Regions from separate parts of the Mus musculus genome. Here region 2 is linked to region 1. The links are chromatin contacts, called in public promoter capture Hi-C maps. All regions are on one chromosome and are shown on one strand. Each heading gives the region's core, a stretch centred on a gene start, on an enhancer-like site or on the middle of the called end of the contact. The rest is flanking DNA. Distances are from core to core; before and after follow the strand shown. Region 1 overlaps Gpd1l (glycerol-3-phosphate dehydrogenase 1-like). Region 2 has its middle 56 kb from the start of D730003K21Rik.

What was found. Promoter capture Hi-C pulls out the DNA fragments that hold promoters and counts their contacts.
Region 2: a contact with region 1 is called in a promoter capture Hi-C map of the C10 cell line, with 6 times the contacts expected there. The contact joins two enhancer-like sites. A contact is called at or near these places in 2 of 39 promoter capture datasets (the C10 cell line and liver) and 2 of 9 other capture datasets (embryonic stem cells and liver).

The regions. Positions count from the first base shown.
Region 1 is chr9:114,926,515-114,933,290 of GRCm38.p6, reverse strand. The region is part of intron 1 of Gpd1l (glycerol-3-phosphate dehydrogenase 1-like); the gene reads left to right. Among named protein-coding and RNA genes, the nearest start is that of Gpd1l, 4.1 kb to the left of the region's middle. Within about 2 kb of position 2,395, at least 36 of the 459 cell types and tissues checked have an H3K27ac peak or open chromatin away from gene starts, as enhancers often do.
Region 2 is chr9:116,268,191-116,275,045 of GRCm38.p6, reverse strand. No RefSeq gene overlaps it. Among named protein-coding and RNA genes, the nearest start is that of D730003K21Rik, 56 kb to the left of the region's middle. Within about 2 kb of position 4,520, at least 46 of the 459 cell types and tissues checked have an H3K27ac peak or open chromatin away from gene starts, as enhancers often do.

The sequences.
Region 1 (6,776 bases), core at 1,146-3,645:
CCTTACTGCAGTTTTGGGATTGGGGAAACGGAGGCACAGAGCGTGAGAAGGGTCCTTGCTACCTGGGACAGTGCTGGCTTCAAGAGACAGTTCTCATTTCCTCTGGCGAGTGGTTCCCAATCATGTTAACGTGGTATCCGAGAAGAGAAAACAAGCCCCCAACCGGGACGTGAGGGTCCCAGGGAAAGGTGTTTGCAGAGCTTCGCGTCACCACTGGGCTGTATTTTCTGACTTAACTTGTAAAGTGCTTGGTGCTTAGAGGGCTTTGAAGCTCCTCCAGTAGTTTGCATACCTTGGTGGCCCTTAACGCAGGAGAAGTTGGGGGTCTCCGTGAGAAGGAGGCAGAGTATGGTGCGTTCCAGACTTTTCCCGCGGCCCAGGGGTGGAACAGTTGAAGGCCATTCTCGTGGCTTCTGTCCCCTTCTGTTTTCCTGTGGTCTGACGCACACCACAGTTCAGGCTGCTAGAAGCGGTACTGTTCTGGAGTCGTCGGAGCCACCTGACTGGTCTTTGAAAACTTGGCTCTGAAAGGACTTTTGGAGGAAACCTTAGCTGGCTGGACCGGTGGCCTCTCCCCGGCCTCCTATTGCTGGCCTCTACCCTTGCGTTGGCCTCAGTCCTTTACCTGGTGCCTGGCATATACTAAATAAAAAAATTTTTTTTCTTTGAGGCAGGTTTTACTTTAGCTCTGGCCTGATAGTTGCTGGGTAGACCAAGCGATCTACTCTCAGATTTGATTGCTGCTATTAAAGACGATGCAAGGGCCACATTGCCCAGCCCACTCCCCCCCCCCCCCTTTGGTTATGGAGATCGAACCTCTTGAGTAATAATGAATGCTCTGTCGTGGAGGAGACTCCTTACATCACCCACACTCAAATTACGTAAAACTACTCTGTTGCTAAGTTAATACTCTGGTGCTGTTGTAGATCAGACCCTGGGGCCTTGCTTCTAGGAAGCAACTCCACTCCCAGCCAGACTGCCATGTGTTTTGGTTTTTTGAGGCAGGGTTTCTCTTAGCCTTGGCTGTCCTGGAACTCACTTTGTAGACCAGGCTGGCCTCGAACTCAGAAATCTGCCTGCCTCTGCCTCCCAAGTGCTGGGATTAAAGGCGTGTACCACCAGTGCCTGGCTCTGCCATGTGTTTTAAAAGCCAAGAGTTGTAGTAACACCTGCCTGGAATTCCAGTCCTTGACGGGGCAGACAGAGGAATCAGAAATTTAAAGTCATGCTTTTTATTTTTATTACAGTTTATTTTTTTTAAAGATTTTTTTTAAATGTTCTTTTATATATATGAGTACACTGTAGCTGTCTTCGGACACACCAGAAGAGGGCATCAGTTCCCATTACAGATGGTTGTGAGCCACCATGTGGTTGCTGGGAATTGAACTCAGCACCTCTGGAAGAGCAGTCAGTGCTCTTACCGGCTGAGCCCTCTCTCCAGCCCCAGTTTGTTTAATTTTTATTTGTATGGATATGAGTTTTTGCCTGTGTATATCTGTAAGTGCTTGTGCCTGGTCCCTGCAGAGCTCAGAGGAGGGCAGAGAATTTCCTGGAACTGAGTTACAGATGGGTGTGAACCGCTGTGCGTGCAGGTGCTGGGAAAGAGGATCTCTGGGAGAGCAACACGTGCCCCTAACCACTGAGCCATCTCCCCAGCCCCTGTTTTATTTCATTTTTGAGATTAGGTCTTGGTACTTGCTATGTAGACCAGGCTGGCCTTGAACTCACAGATCTTCCAGCCTCTGCTTCCTGAGTGCTGGGATTAAAGGCATGTGCCACCACACCCTATATATTTTAATATATCCCGTAGAGTCCATTCCCTTTTTTTTTTTTTTTTTGTGTGTTTGTGTGTCAGAGGACAACTTTCGGGAGTTCTGTAAACTCTGGGGATCTAACTCAGATCATCAGGATTCTACCTGCTGCCCCACTATGTGCTTTTAGTGTGTTACCTGAGGCAACAGCAGAAAGCTCTGTGCCCTATCAAATAGGACTCCTGTCCTTCAGAGCCTTACGGAGACCTTCAAGTTGGCTTTACCACTTACAACATCAAGGTCACTGGAAAGAAACATCAGCTGCCTTGCTGGCTCTGCCACTGGACAAGCACCCACTATGCACATTATGTTGTTGTTTTGAGACTGGGTCCCATTTAGCCCAAGTTGGCCTTGTCTCAGTTGAGGCTGGTTTTGAACTCCTCCTCCCCGGGCCTCCAACCCCCTGGTGCTAGGTTCACAGACAGCCTTTTCCTCTTCCGTGCAGCTCCACAGAGGGCAGCCCTTCTGCCAGTTTGTCAGGTGCAGGCAGAAGTGGCCCAGCTCTGCCACGCTAGACTGAGCTGGAACAAGGGCTGTCAAGAGAACTTCTCTGGCCTTTCATGGAGGCCTGGCTGCTAGCCTGAAGCATCTTCATTCTGATGTACTTGGCTGCATTCTTGGTCCGATCGGGCTCAGGGAGCGAGTAGAACTTGGCCTGTGGCACAGCGATTGAGAAATGTTTGGAAGGTTTGGGCTGGCTGCCTGCCTCCATTACGGGATCATTGCTGGCTTTGGACCATCACCTTCAGTACAGAGTCACTCCAGTCCTAGACAGAGGATCCCCACTTCCGGAGACTGAAAACACCAGGGAGGGACCAGAAGGGGGCAGAATGGCTCTGACTGTAATTGCTGTACATGGGGAACTGAGACAGGAGGAACACTACAATTAGAGGCTAACCTGGGCTACAGAGTAAGTTCTAGACCAACCAGAATACAATGAAATCCTGTCTCAAAAAAATAGTTGGGGTAGAGATGGAATGTTCAATTCTGGATTGTACGTATGTCAGTGTTTGCCCCTGGTGGGTGCTGTGTTCCTTAGAGTTCCTGCCCTCTTGATTTTTAGGGTACTGTGCTCATTTCTGGAACAGGACTCACTACTAAATGACTCAGGTGTGAGATAAATAAGGGCTTAGAAGATAAGATTCAAAGATACAAACTGTGAACTGGGGTCTGGCATAAGCCTACAGGTTACATTTTAAACAGGGTGGGTTTTTCCCCCTTTTGGGGGGGGGAATGGTCTTTTATAGCCCAGCCTGGCCATGAATTTAATATAAAGGATGACTTAGAACTATTTTAATATATCCCATAGAGTTTTATTTATATAACTTTTAAAAAGAAATTTATGTATTTTGTGGGGGTGGGTGTTTTGTCTGCATGTATATCTGTGTATCACATGTATGTCTGGAGCCCTTGGAGGCCAGAAGCAATCATCAGATCCCCTGGCTGGAGTTACAGACAGTTGTGAGCCACCATGTGGGTGCTGGGAATCAAACCTATGTCCTTTGGAAGATTAGCAGTGTTCTTAACCTCCTGAGTCACTTCTCCAGTCCCAACTTTGAACTTTTTTTTTTCCAGACAGTTTCTCAGTATAGCCCTGGCTGTCCTGGAATTCACTCTGTAGATCAAACTGGTCTTGAACTCAGAAATCCCGCCTGCCTCTGCCTCCCAAGTGCTGGGATTAAAGGCGTGCGCCACCACTGCCCGGCCCAACTTTGAACTTTTGATCCTTTTCCCTCTACTTCCCCAGTGCTGAGATTACAGGGACGCCGCACCACGTTGCAGGACAGGGGGATTTGTTGGTTGTTGCTTTGGTTTTGTGAGACAAGAGTTCACTATGAAGACCAGGCTAGACTTGAACTCAGATTTGCCTGTCCTCCCCGTGTCTGCAGCATGTGGTCCAGAGACCCCTTACACCAGGGTCACCTCTGCAGCTCGTCTTGGTGAGTTGCTCCTTAGAAAAGGGCAGATTTGCCCCCTGATGTGACTTCAGCCTTTTGCTCATTTTCAAACATGAGCCAGCCATTACGTCCATATCTGGTCCCAACCACAGCGGTTTGAATATTTATATAAACAGAGATGCAGTCACTTAGAGCTAAGATGTAGCCATTACCTCTCAGGCCCAAGTGCCTCCTCCAAGCCAATTGATACCAGTGATTGTGAAGGTAGGCTAGGTAAGGTACTCTTGTCCTCCATGTGGGGACTGGGGCTGGGGGTGCGAGGCAACTAGACTGGTGACAGAGAGGCCAGAGGAGTCTTGACCATCCATTGGAACCATGTGTGCAGGCAGGCATACACATACTTGTGCATACACACACACACACACACACACACACAGCATGATGGCATACTCATTTGTAATCCCAGGATTTGAAAAGTGGAGGCTGCAGGATCATGAGCTTAAGATCATCCTATGGAGGCCATTCAAGGCCAGCCTGAGCTACACAGTGAGACCCTGTCTCAGCCTTTCAAGGGCTGGGGATAGATCACATTGGTAGAACGAGAAACATTTGAGAACCTGAGCTTCCGCCCTAACTGTTACAGGATATTTTAATCTGTTTACTGTTAGGGTGTGGCTCAGTCCTTAGCACACACCTTTAATCCCTCCGGCTAGACTACAGACTGGCCCTTAGTACACACCTTTAATCCCAAACAAGGAAGATAAAGTTAGTCTGTAGAAGGAAGCGCCCATGTTTGAAAGTGATGTCCAATTGAAGGGCAAAGTGATGAATCAGAGATAGATCTGACAGAAACATACATGTCCAACTCTCGAGACAAAGAGGAAAGGGAAGCTGCTTAAGGGAGAGACAGACAGACAGTACAGGAGGAAGAGAGTACACTACAGGATACAGACGAGTTTGTGGAGAGCGGTGCAGTAGAACTGAGAGAGACTAGAGCAGAACAGAGAAGGAGAAGGTGGTGAGTTTACGGGGAGAGTTTCACAGAGACAGATCAGAGGCTCTTAGTGCCTTCTGTGCATTGTCCTTGCTGTTAGTAGGACTCTGGTTTGTGGGAATATGTCCCAAATCTCTACAGCTGAGGACTTTCTTTTGGTTATGAAGAAGAAGAAGAAGAGGAAGAGGAAGAGGAGGAGGAAGAAGAAGAAGAAGAAGAAGAAGAAGAAGAAGAAGAAGAAGAAGAAGAAGAAGAAGAAGAAAGAGAGCAAGCGCTAGACACAGACGAAGACAGAAAGAGCAAGAGAATGAGGAGCCAGAAGATTAGAATTGATTGCTAAGTTTGAGGCCAAGCAGAGCAATTCAGAGGCTGAGAGACACCAGATTGAGGTGGGAGAGGAGTTTGAGCCAGAACACCTGAGTTGATCCAGTCACCAAGATTCAGAAAGAACTAGGAGGGTGAGCATATTCAGCAGTAAGTCTCAGAGGCTGAAAACTCTCTAGACCTAGATTAGGTGGTAAGGAGGCTGGAAGCATCCAGGACCAGGTCTCGGTTAGCAGACGGAGGCAGTAAGCCTCCCTGACAACCACTAAACAGGAGAATACAAGTTATTTTTACAAGAGACTGCCTAGAATGTGAAGCCAACCTGGGCTACCTAGTGTACATAGTAGTTACTAGGCTAGCCTGGACTACATAACATTGTTTTTTTTAAAAAAAAAAAAGCCAAAACCAAACAACAGGTCTGGTACCTGCCTTAGTCCAAGCCATCAGGAAGCAGAGGCAGGCAGATCTATGAGTTCAATGACACCCAGGGCTACATAGTGAGACTATGTTTTGAGACACTTGGTCCTGTCATGCACTGTGTAGGCCAGTCAAGCCTCCAATTCTTTCTTTTTTTTTTTTTAATGATGTTTTTTGAGACAGGGTTTCTCTGTGTAGCCCTGGCTGTCCTGGAACTCACTCTGTAGACCAGGCTGGCCTTGAACTCAGAAATCCACCTGCCTCTGCCTTCCAAGTGCTGGGATTACAAGCATGAGTCATTACACCCAACTTGGACATGACCTTTAACTGCTGATATTGGGCCTCTGATCAGTTAAGGACTTCAGGGTGGCCCCAGTCTAGGGTGTCGTGGCTGCTGACACTAAGGGCTAGGAAGCTCTCTCCCCTATCTCTACCGATCACTCCCTAATTTCAGACATACCTCAGGATACATTTGGAATTCCAAATAAGGATTTATAGATGCAATTTGTCCAAGGCCTGCTGCAAAGCAGGGGTCAGAGGTAAGAGGCCCAGGGAGCTGGCTCCCAAGCTGCACCTTAGGCTCCAGCCCTACCTGCATGGGAGGATGGGGTGTGGACATATGTTCCCTTCTGCGGTGGCCTGAGGTCTGTATTTTACACTGTTCATGAGTGATCTTCCTGAGGTACTGGGGGGACCTGGGAAGCTGGCTTTTGTTGCAATTGGCTCTTTTTAATATGTATTGTGTATACAACAGTCTGCCTGCATATATGCCTACAGGCCAGAAGAGGGCATCAGAACTCACTACAGATGGTTGCTGGGAATTGAACTCAGGACCTCCAGAAGAGTAGTCAGTGCTCTTTACTGCTGAGCCATCTCACCAGCCCCTGTCTGTCTCTCTGTCCTTGGTTGTCTTTTAAAACAATGTTCAACTTTGTTGTGTTTTGGTTTTAAAAATTTACAGCTTAGTATTTTTTGTGAATTTCTTCCATGAGCGCTGTATTTACATCATTTGTAATCCCCTGCCTCCCTCTACTCTGAACACCATGAGTTCATTTAATTTGTTATGTGTAATATGGGATACATACACATGTATATATAACTACAACTGGCTGAGACCATTCAGTGTTGCTCTCGTGTGTGCCTGGAGAGGACTGGCAGCCATTAATTGCCCAGGTGGGACCTTGTGAGAGGTCCCCATCTAATTTAGGATGTCAGTTGGTGTCATTGTGCCGGCCTTGTTTATGTGACTATATATATAGGTTGTATAAAAGCTGTTCCTACCGTGACATAGTTAGTGTGTGGGCGTGTGTGTGCTCACCGCAGCACCTGAGT
Region 2 (6,855 bases), core at 3,271-5,770, 1.3 Mb before region 1:
CGGAAACCTGATTAGGGCCATGAATTTGAGCCACCTGCTTTCTGCCATAAATAAGGTTAACGTGTGGATGCCCGTCTGATGAATCCATTTATCTAGTCTTTATCTCTGTACCTGGAAAAAACAAGAAGAAATGTTATTTATTGTTTCATAAAAACTCCCAATTAGTGAATCAGCTGGGAGTCCTGGGAGCCTTGATACATTGTTGTAAACACCAACTTTTTGCCTGAAATTGTCTGTGGCGTCCGTGGAGACAGAAGGTTATTGGTTCATAAGGGCAGGAAGATTAGACTCAAATCTGCACAGTTTCGTGAACTCTCGATGCACCTCTTTTCCATTGTGGTAATTTGTTACTGCTTTGTGGTTGTTAGATCATATTCTCTCTAGGGTGTTTGTTTGTTTTGTTTTTATAACAAGGACGAGCTATGGTGTGACTCTGCAAATGGCCTGGAACCATTTTGATGGCTCAGATTGGCTTTACTGGGGGATTGTATAAAAATTCACTCATGCAAATACACACATTTCTAATGAGCACCTAGGAAATGCCAAATAGTGCTTTGAGTCTACAGACTATATTTATGAACAGAGAGAGAGGGGGGGGGAGAGAGGGAGAGGGAGAGGGAGAGGGAGAGGGAGAGGGAGAGGGAGAGGGAGAGGGAGAGGGAGAGGGAGAGGGAGAGGGAGAGGGAGAAAGAGAGAAAGAGAGAGATGAGAAATTCACAAGGTTGGAAAAAAAAAGTCTCCCATTATAAAATGATTTAGTCAGGCTAAACTTCACTGAAAAATACCAGGCCAGACGCTGTGGCTCACATCTGTAACCCCAGCATTTGGGCTAAGGCAAAGTATCTGAGTTTTGCTGTTATCCTGGTTAAACAGTGAGTTTAAGGACAACCTAGAAGACAGGAGACATTAGCTCAAAAAGCAAAAAGAGAAAAGATATTGGGGTGACACAATGAGCCAGACAGCTATGAGAAGAGTAGAGAGAATATTCTAGATTTACAGACAGATTAAAAAGAAACAGCATTGTGGGGGCCAGGGTATGGCTCAGCTGATACAGTGCTTGCCTAGCATGCAAGGAGCCCTGGGTTTGAATCCAGCCTGGCACAGGTCAGTGTCATCACTTGCACTCCAGGAGATGGAGGCTGCAAGACCTGACATTCAGGTTGTTCCCAGTTATTTATTAAGTTCAAGACAATCTTCTGGGGGAAGAAACCTTCAAGGAGAAGCAAGGGATGTGACTAGAAAAGGATTATAGAAGAGATGGGGAACAGAGAGGGAAAGTGGGGATAGGAATAAACTGTTCTGCCGCTGTTGCTCAAGCGGCAGTAAGTCCAGTATTCCAAGATGTTTGCTTGAAAACTTTCTCTCTCTCTCTCTCTCTCTCTCTCTCTCTCTCTCTCTCTCTCTCTCTCTGTGTGTGTGTGTGTGTGTGTGTGAGAGAGAGAGAGAGAGAGAGAGAGAGACAGACACAGACACAGACACAGACACAGACACAGACACAGACACACAAAGAGAGTGTAAGAGAGTGTACATGTTTATGTGTGCAGGTGCACACATGTGTGGAGGCCAGAAGAGAAGTTTGCATGCCCTTACCTTTTCATTTTGTTTTTGAGATAGGGCTCTGGTCTGGAAATTGCCAAGTAGGCTAAACTGTCTGAACAGGAATCCTTAGTCCCTATGCATAATTGGCAAGCGCTTTCCCACGTGCACCGCCTCCCCTCGCCCTGAGCTTCCATTTCTCTAGACACCAATTTAAACTTTGAAGAGGATTGACTCCTGGGTGGGGCTTAGATTCACAGAGCAGGTTTAGTTATAAGAAAGAAAGCATCTTATTGCTTCTGTTGCTTTTCTGTTCATTCATAATGGTTTTGTGCTATCTTTGGGGGCTAACAACTCTTGAGCCATAACAGATGACAAGGCTGGGGATATGTGAACAGAAAAGTAGAGCGGGGAGCAATACTTTAACTCTGAAGACAGCATGATTCCAAAGCTAATTTAATAAATTGTCTCCTCCTGAAACATTCTAGAAGCTTCTCTCAGGTAAAAACTAAATTGCCCACCAGGAGATGTAGCCTAATGAAGGCGAGAACAGAATCACTTCATTAAATGTCCATGGCTGTTTGCTCAAGGAATAAAGAGATCAGATGTTAGTGTTTGGGAGAATTCTCTCGGCAGCCTTATTCCCACAAAAGAAAATGCTTGCCAAAATACTCTCTCTCTCTCTCTCTCTCTCTCTCTCTCTCTCTCTCTCTCTCTCCCCCTCCCTCCCTCCCTCCCTCCCCCCCCCCTTGTTATTATTGCACCTCCAAGCTTTGCTGCCCTTAGAAGCCAGCCTTTTTGGCTTCCCAATGTGGACTGAAGACCAGCTGCTCTCCAGGAATTTCCCAAGCCTTCAGCATCAGATTGGGGCTGCTGAGGGATCCAGCCCTCATGTTTCCACTCAACCATCGTGGACTCAACAACTACCAGATGGTCAGCCTTTCTAGTGCATGGACATTCACTGTTTAGCTACACAGCCCCTACCCTATAATCCCGTCTAACATATCTCCATTTATAACACATACCCATTATCTGTTCTTTTCCTCAAGAGAACTGACAGAGATTCTACACATCGACACACGAGAGCTAAAATGCCAATTCTGAGAACACGGGTAAGTCCACAGACTCAAACCCGCCCTTGAGGGGACCCTTTCAAGACTGCATGTTTTAGAAAAACTCACTGTGGCTACAGATACAAGATGCTTCCCTATGTACCCTCAGAGATCCACTACCTGGCAGGATCCCCATGTGTGTTCCCTGAACACCATCAATTGGGAAGAGACGGATTTACCAACTGGAAATGCACATGAGAAGCATATCCTTTGATAACATTTATAAGAATAGTTCAGAGGAGGTGTTATTGTTGCCCAATGGCCCTTCAAGTCTTGTCTCCGTAGAACAATGTATATATCCAAATGTTGCTTGTACCATAGGCACATAATGCGCAGAGTGTAATTGAATTCCTATCCTTTCCTTGTGAGTGCAGAGCTCACCATACTATCTTTCAGAAAGCAGCAGTTTATTTTGATGTTTATTTTCCAGTCCTTTGCTTATTATGTTTTATTATTTAAAAAAAAAAACAATCCCGAAGTTGGCTGAAGTTTAATGTACAAGTGATCATAGTTGATAATGTGAATAAACAAATTGTGTTGCCACGTGTCATTTTATCGACTATGAATTGGTATCACCACACTTTCATTCATGATAGCCCTTCTCAGTGCTGAGGGGGAGGAAAGGCACTTTGAACCAAGGATAGGGCAGAAGTTTGGAACTCCAGAACTCACTTGAAAAATGGGCAAGCCAGGATTCCCATCACTTAGAAGATAGGGAGATGTGGACATTTCTGGAGCAAGCTGCTAGCCAAATGACCAAGTTCCAGGTTCAAGTGAGAGACTCTGCCTTAATAAGTAAAGTGGAGAATGGTACAAGGAGACACCTATCTTCATCTTGGGGTCTCTACATGCATGTACACAGAGTTGTTCACACACCTGTATAACTCACAAACACACACACACTTCATTCCTTCTGGCCCTACCTTCCTGCCCATCCCTGGGTTTCTCCATAAAAGGAGGACTCCCATTGCCTCCATGGCTCCCAACCTCACTTCTGTGCAAAGAACACAGCACACAGTGTGTGCTACAGCTTCAAACTTCCCATTTCCTCAGTTCTAGGTGTCCTTGACCCCAAGACTTCACTAATTCATCTGTGTGGTTCTGCATCTAGCCCCGCTGCTTGGGTGTGGGCACGCCACCATTAGACAAACTAAACATGGAGACATTACACTACATTTACACTACACCCACTGCTGGGTGATAGACTAGCAGGAAGCACTGGTACACCACTCAGAGGAGTGGAAAAACGCAGCCTAAGATGTGGGAGCTTGAAGCTGGGGTTCCCTGACTCACGGGCATCCAATCACCACTGGAAACAATGCAGAGGAGCCAGAAATGAAGGGTCAGGGGGTCCACTGGGCCAGGGGTTCCCATATTCCTGGACATCTGGATGCCAAAGGGTTGCAGGGAGTTGGGAAAAATGGAGCAAGGTCCAAGAGTTGAAGAGCCTAGTTCTATACAGTCTTTGGATGAGAAGAGATTCTGAGGAAATTTAGAGATGTGCAGCCCCTTCCAGACTGTTCTCAGAGGAGAACAGGCATCCGAATGGGGAGCACTGATGGCTGTGTCTCTCTGGCAAACGTTCTATATTTCCCAAATAACCTGGCACCTGGCTCTCCTAGAGGGGCTCATACACAGCTGAAGGATTTCACACATCCTGATTTGGAAAACATCTGGAAAAGTGCTTCACATGCTCACAGAGGCACTGAGTGATGGAGTACCCTTCTCTTCACAGGCAGGACTCAGAGGTAAGGGAGTCCTGGGGGATGGTTTAGAAAAATCACTGCCATGGAAAGTGTGGCCCAGACTGCCATTAGCCACAACAGGCTGCACCGGTTGACGGTTGGCAGCTCTCCTCAGAAGTAACCAGACCTGTATGTCCGGAAGGACGGGGAAGTGGCGGTTTGCCACCAGACAGCCCTTGTCTCAAGGAAGTCACTTCAATACCTCAGCTCTTCCACTTGTAGAATGTGGAAATTCCTGTGAGGAAGGCTGTGCACAGACACATCTGGTGCATGGCTGACACTTAGTGAACATTATTCATCCTCATGAGTTTCTCCCAGGGAGTGTAGCGCCATGAGGTTCCTCTTCTTTCTACTGTTCCCAAGCAGACATTCAGGTTGCTAAAATTTCTACCCTTCATTTTTGTCTTGTTTTTATTTCAGATTTGTTTTCTTTTTTTAACTTTGTATGGGGGTAGAAATATGTGTTAGTATTTGCACCATGTGTGTGCTGTGCCCAAGCATAACAGGGTCCCAGACCTTAGCATAACTGACTCCATGATGGAAGTACCATTTGGGCCATAAAACTCAGCGTGTAGATGGTGCCACCTGCCTGAAATGAAAACAAATTCCCAGTCCATCAAAGTCTCCGGGAAAGTCTCTCAATGTTCTAACCTTGCTTTTCTGCTTCTGTCTATCTCTTCTTATTAACTGATGCCAACCCAGAGCACGGCCTTGGTGCTTAAAAGCTCACCCTGAGAAAGGCTCGGAGCTACATCGAGATCCCAAAAGCACAGTGTAGTCACTGGATGGCCGATAAAGACAAACCCACGTCCAAACAGTCTTCTCTGGTGGGTACCTTATGACACAAGGATGCCAGAAAGAGTCTGACCTCTCATAGCTTAGGTTCTACGCAGTTGTGAGCTGTCAGACATGGGTGCTGAGATCTGAACTTGAGTCTTCTGCAAGAATAGTATGTTCTCTTGACTGTTGTGCCAAGTCTTATTTTTGCAAACAGACTATCTGTTCCTATCTATTAAAGACCTGATTGTGAATGCTGAAATGACTGTCTGCCTTATTTTCTCTCCTCACTGACCAAGAAATGAGATTTTTTTCCCTGCTTTCAGCATTTGGCAGATTCCCAAATCTTACCCTCAAAGCTAAGGATAAAGATCTGAAATTCATAACCAAGATGTATGCACCCTCCTTTCAGAGCAGACAATGGCTTATCAGGGGTGAAAGTGAATGCAGCCAACTCAACATGCTATCCTCCAACAACCTTTCTTGTCTTCTCTTTTCTTCCTTTTCCCTTTTTCCTCCTTTCTTCCCCTTCCCTCCCTCCCTCCCTCCCTTCCTTCCTTCCTTCCTTCCTTCCTCCCTCCCTCCATTCCTTCCTTTCTTTCTCTGACAGTAGACCTTGTAGCCCAAGATGGTCTCTAATTTGCTATGGAGCCAAATATGACCTTGAACCTCTTTGGACCTCTTCCTTGCCCCCTAAGACCAGTGATTATAACATGTGGTGTTAGAAATACACCCCTGGGCTTCCTGCATGCTAGCAAACACACTACCAGCTGAATCTCCAGCCCCAAACAACAGTCTTTTACTTTGGCATTTAGGTGAATTCTGGTTTCTAGATCAAGGATTGTGGAAGAAGTACTCATAGAAGGCATTTGGACAGATCATCTGTGTGACATATCAGCCACTGATGTGCAAGAAATGATGGACTGGTGTGGTAATGCACATTAGTGCATACCTATAATTACAGTACTTGGAAGGATCAGGAGTTCAAAGCCACCTGAGCCTACATAGTAAGCTCAAAACCAGCTGGGGATCCATAAGTCCCTGAGTCTTTTCTCAAACAAGATTTGAGTCATGGAAGGTTCTGTGTGGTAAGACTGACACTTCCCATAGTTCCACACAGCATCTTTTAATGCAAGATGCACTCTGTGTACTGTGTTCTGCTTCATACTGCACTAATGGTTCCCCTGTGATGCAGAGGGTGGATAAGTCTCGGAGTATCTCCATCTGAAATGACTGACTGAGATATAGGAAAATGGTATAAATGTAGCTAAATCGCTCCAGACTCACACTCAGCAGACAGAACATGCAGCAGCCGTAAGAACCAGGGGCTTCTTACAGAATATCTAATCCTCAGGCCAAGCCTACAGGAGAGGTGGTGCACGCTCTGATCTGGGACAGGCTGAAACCAATCGCTTTTGAAACACACGTGCTGTGGTTTTGGAGTGGCATGTCCCCCACAAGCTTACATGCATGAACACTTGTTCTCCAGCTGGTGGTGGGTTGGATGGGTTATGAAGCCGTTAGGCATTGATGGTTATTGGAAGAAGCTCATAACTGGAGACGCACCTCGGTGTTCTACAGTCGAGCTGCACGTCCTGCCTGCTCTCCACTTCCCAACACAGTGTGACCAGATATCTCATGCTCCTACTGCCACCATCTTAGCCAGCATGGACACTCAAACCTAG